Linked DNA regions of Danio rerio: region 2 is linked to region 1. A link is a contact called in public Micro-C data. All regions are on one chromosome and are shown on one strand. Each heading gives the region's core, a stretch centred on a gene start, on an enhancer-like site or on the middle of the called end of the contact. The rest is flanking DNA. Distances are from core to core; before and after follow the strand shown. Region 1 holds the start of tmem200b (transmembrane protein 200B). Region 2 overlaps epb41a (erythrocyte membrane protein band 4.1a).

Region 1 (2,700 bases), core at 27-2,526:
GCTTAAAACAAAACACAGTTATCAACTGATAGGGGTAAGAAAATAAATAGAATTCAAGATATATTGTCTGAAAACAAGTCTGAATGTTACATTTGAGAAGCAAAATGGTGTATCTTGTTTTTAGATATTTTGTCCTCGGAAAAAGACAAGAATAGACTGAAAATTATGTTTTGCAGTCAGTGTCTAAATGTTGTTCTGCCCTTCATTTCTTTTTTTGAAGCTACTTTTTTGTAGTTTTGTTTTATCCTTTGTTGTCAAATAGACAAGCTAGTTATTAGGGAAATTGCCTGCTTATTCACAGTTATTATTTTCTGAAATTGTTAACCTTATGTTTTATTTTAGTAGTGTTTTTCTTTGGAAATTGCTTGCATATGTTTTATTCATAAAGACCGAGCCCTCAGTAGGTGTCCTAACCCTTTGCATTGTATACTTTAGACCTGTACCATAATTGTTGTTATGCTGGGGCAGAGTTTATGGTCTTTTTAAATTCAGTTTCTCCATGCAAAACAATAAAAACTGCCTCACAATGCTTGTGTCCATTCTGTTCATTTCCAAGGGTGTTTTGTGATGGCCTTCCTTGTATTGCAAAGTCAAAACCACAACTGATCTTTGGCCATTTTATGAAACAAAAGTTTTTAGTTTTTATTTCAAAACTTTTACTTTATTGGAATTGTATAAATCTCTTTTAGGGTTTAACACTTGCCATTTGAATGCAGACTGAAGTCTTGCAAAAACACAATGTAAAGAAGTTGTCATTTATAAGAATGTGTCGATAACTCCATTTTGATAAAAATGTCGGATAGAACCTTATAATTCTATGGTGACGATTTGTAAATGAAAACAACCTCCTGTTTAAAAAAAACGTGTGCCCCAAAGAGTTGAAGATATAGCTTTGAATAAAAATAATACGTTAGTAACTTGTAATTATTTAAAGTATTTTTTCGTTTAACTTTTTAAGTTTCCATGTAGAAAAAAATCCACAAGATGTCGCCAACATTTAGATAAAAGAAAAGCGTGTCCAGTACTTGCTGGCTACTTTCATCTATGTGCCTGATTTTCCATGATTTCGTTTCTTTTCTTACATTTTACGTTACAACCCGTTTGATGTAGGTAATCACTAATATATTGGGAAGATTTACTCTTCAGAACCCCAAAGGGAGAAAATGTAGCCTGTTGAATGTACGCGTTATGGGTCCTGTCTGAGTGTATTGAAAGCAAACTGAAGTCTGGCCACTCTATCGAGTCAGAAAAAGACACGACGAAGGAGGCGCTCTCCACACTTCACTGAGGGAGAACACGAAATGTGGACACTGGTTAAGGGACACACGGTGACTACTGATGATGGAGAGCCATTTACCTTATCTGCCTTTAGAAAGTCAGTTATTTTAACCCTTCAGTGTCCTCCTTTGGACAGGAAAAGCTATCATGGGAGACGCGCGGCACTTCGCACGCGTCTGGATTGATGGAGAACCGGAAAACTTCGCAGTGGACGAAGAACATCACGAACATGCGTGTCCAGCGCGGTAGAACGATGAAACGAGGACCAAATACACTGTAACAAAGGCAAGTAAAGGCAATGTTTTGTGACTGAGGCGCATTTAACCCATTTCTTCATAGTACCACCAAAGCGGCAATATCAATACAGCAACTGACCTTATTAGAGGTCGATACATTTCAAATGTTACAGATTAAGTCTAATCTTAAGTTTACATGCAATGTTTCCTTCATCATGTATGTCTTTTTGATTCCATGTGATATGCTAAGAGAAGTATCTATTAGAATGAAGGTATTTGAGATTGAGCCCACTGTTTAGACCAAAAAAAAAAAAAAAACACGTCTTAATATCTTTAGACATATTAGCACAAACCGAACAATTTCTGAGTAGCTTCCTAAATATTTCTTTAGTGATAATTGCATACAATGAAATACAAATAACGTTAGATGATTTCTGGTGTGTTTACAGTTTAAAGTGATTTATTTTATTTTATATAAGACATGCACAAATGAATTGGATATTGAAAAAAAGTAAAAGCAGGGGGAAGTTCTCTTTTATTATTATTATTATTATTATTTATTTATTTTTATGATGTACTGTACAAGCAAGTATTCAACAATGTCAGTAATGCCTGAAATATTTTACTGTTCAGACATGATGAATGTACTGTATGTGACTCATGTTAGAATCCACAGGAAGGGTTTTAACAAGAGACGACTTGGGTGCTTAAAAGATTGTCTCTACAAATAATCAAACAATAATTTGAAGCATTCAACAGAGTTTGGATTCAACGATTGATCTACATCTGCTGTTTATATTTTATACTCTTGTATAATTAATCTCACTCATTTGGAAACCAGAGTGAACAGCCATTAAAAGTAAAGCTGAACTTGGTAATGGAAAAAAGCGGTCTGGAATTCATCAGTCAAGTCTTTTGATGAATCAGTCCAAACATATGCTCCTAGATGCATAGTGCTTATACATTGTTTTTCTATGTGGACCTCATTGTCATTATGAAACCTGAAATTTGCAAAGCTGTTTAATGGATACACTGTTGGATAAAGTGCATTATGATGCAGCCTTTGATTAAAAAGAGATTTAATGCATATATATATATATATATATATATATATATATATATATATATATATATATATATATATATATATATATATATATATATATATGTGTGTGTGTGTGTGTGT
Region 2 (2,700 bases), core at 99-2,598, 350 kb after region 1:
GAATAGTGTCCTATCTTAGCAAATACTGTAGTAGACAATGATTGGTTCCGCACAAGTTGTCCCAACCCAAATTGATTATTTTGCACATTTAAGTGGATTAAAGATGAAACAATTAAGTTGTTCTAAAAAAAATTTTGTTTCAACTCATTTTAAATAAGTAGTTTGAACAAGCAGCTAATGTATTTTTTGAGTAAACCATACATCATCAGAAATCTCTTTAGTCAGGTTTCAGAAGATGTAAAAAATCCCAATTTCAAAATATTGTTACTTTTGACTGTTTTGTGATCTAGGATCACACTTGTGCTTTTGTATCATAACACAACCATCTGTAATCTTAAAAATGACACTGATGATATAAATAGCTAAAGAGTTTATGTCACAAATGATTTTGTTAATTTAAATAAAACAAGCTGAAATACCATCAGCCGACCAAGGTTACATTTAACAAATTCTTTATTCATTAAATAAGAAAGAAAGAAAGAAAGAAAGAAAGAAAGAAAGAAAGAAAGAAAGAAAGAAAGAAAGAAAGAGAGTAACTTCAGATCTTTTTAATTTGAGGTTTTAATCTAATTATCCTTCCCCCAACAAACAGTTAACGTTAATTTACAGCCGCAGATTCACAACAAGCTTCAGTAATAAACACCGAGGCATAATATATCATGGTTTACAGTAAATATACCTGCCTCTCAAGTAAACATGCGCTTTATTTTGATTCAGCCTAACGGAACAATTTCCCACGACACAACTGAACGGACATAATAAACTCCACAGATATGATCTCTTTCGCGACAGTTATTGAATTCTTTTAAATCAAGCACATGACAAGAAAGCACTGAGTTGACTAGTGAGTCTCTTTAACTAACCAGTCTGAATGAAAAAGGCACTCGCCAACAGTGCACCTATAACAATACAATAAATCAAAGCGCGCTCAAAACGACAATAACTTTAAAGCTTTCGTAGTTTCTCAAAGAAGCTGTCGATCAGAATACTTTGATATCGAGAGTCATAATGTGGGAGCAGGTGCGCGTGAATGGGAATGTCTGAAAATGGCGCCGAATGTGAAAAAAATGTCAACAGATTCCCGTCCTCGCGAGCATCACACAATACACAAGCCAGCAGCAAGATCCCCCTCTTACCTTTCCCTTTAATTCATCAACGGGTAGAAATAGTCCACTGTAAAATATCCTGAAAGGGGTTTTCCGCAGATTTCACCCAGGCAATCCCATGTACAAAATTATCCAACCTTTTTTAAAACGGTGTTTAGATTCTAGTAAAAAGGGGGAGCTTTCTATGCAATGAGGCAAGCGTATTTGTGAAAGCCACCAATAGGAGACGAGCAGAGGTGGGAATCCGCCAATCATACACGAGATCACTGAGCTTCGGTCCCTGGCGCTAGGCTGCAGCAGCATCGTAACCAAGGAGACTTAGAAACGGGATCAACTGGATTCGTTTTGTAACTGTTTCATTTTAGCTGCTACTTTGTGTTTAGAACAGGAAAATGTGCTTTTGTTTTAACTTTTTACAGATGTGTTTCCCATACATCAGGTGTCATATTTCGATTTGATAAAGCCACGGACCCAAAATGTAATGTTTGGACCCAAATGTACTGCACGTTGTCCTCATCCTTAAATCAACATCACCCGGTTTAGTTCACCTTGTTAAAAGTCACTGTGGATTTAACCCAAGGAGCTCATTCAGTGAATATTCATTCCCCTTTGCTTTTACAAGATGTTAGTCTGTTAGATAAGAAATGTAAGGTTTGTGCTTTAAATCTTTCAACTTAAAAGGACAATTTCTTCAAGAGGAAAGTTTTACTGCAGGTCCTTGGTTGAGGATATAGACTGGAATAGAACTTGGCTTTTACCTGGGAAATTTTTCATTTCATTCATTCATTCATTTTCTTTTCGGCTTAATCCCTTTATTAGTCTGGGGTCGCCACAATAGAATGAACCGACAACTTATCCAGTATGTTTTATGCAGTGGATCCCCTCCCGCTGCAACCACTGGGAAACATCCATACAAAGTCATACACACTCACACACTACGGAAGAATTAGCCTACCCAATTCACTTACACCACATCTTTTTGGACTTATGGGGGAAACCGGAGCACCCATAGAAAACCCATGCTAACACAGGGAGAACATGCAAACTCCACACAGAAATGCCAACTGAACTGACCCAGCTGGGGCTCGAACCAGCCACCTTCTTGCTGTGAGGCAATTGCGCTACCCACTGCGCCACCATGCTGCTCAATATTGCATTTCCAACAAGGCAAAAGATATACATTTAAAAATTTTACATAAAATGTATCTGCTAAATTCTAATGTTTCTAAATGTTTGGACATCGACAGCTCCTGCCCGTCCTGCAAACAAGCACAGGAGACACGTATTTTGATGGTCTAATCTCCAAGCAATCTTGGTCACTCCAAAGATCTCATACATTTGATTCTGCCAATCTAGTGAATCCAAAAGATAAACCCCTGAACACATCATAGACATTATTGATCTTTTATGGCAAATTCACTCACCAACAGAAATTCGCAAATAATTACAAAATCCTTTGCTTATTTAAGAAAGGAACTTAACTCCCTCCAAAAAACACTTCACCGTATTAAGACTATAAAAAACTAATATTCCTTAAATATTATGCAGTATTTAAAGAAGATCCTCCATTTTAGTTGCTTTTCTTATGGTTATT

The links. A called contact is a pair of places that touch in the nucleus more often than the background predicts.
Region 2: a contact with region 1 is called in a Micro-C map of caudal fin, with 3 times the contacts expected there. The contact joins the enhancer-like site here to the promoter of tmem200b in region 1. A contact is called at or near these places in 2 of 18 Hi-C or Micro-C datasets (caudal fin and an unstated tissue).

The regions. Positions count from the first base shown.
Region 1 is chr19:14,560,153-14,562,852 of GRCz12tu, forward strand. tmem200b (transmembrane protein 200B) reads left to right here and starts at 1,277. Exons shown (of 4, transcript XM_073931602.1): 1 at 1,277-1,328; 2 at 1,415-1,563. It overlaps srsf4 (serine and arginine rich splicing factor 4), which reads left to right. Exons shown (of 6, transcript NM_199574.1): 6 at 1-527.
Region 2 is chr19:14,913,688-14,916,387 of GRCz12tu, forward strand. All of the region lies in intron 2 of epb41a (erythrocyte membrane protein band 4.1a), which reads right to left. Among named protein-coding and RNA genes, the nearest start is that of epb41a, 24 kb to the right of the region's middle. Within about 2 kb of position 1,349, at least 44 of the 62 cell types and tissues checked have an H3K27ac peak or open chromatin away from gene starts, as enhancers often do.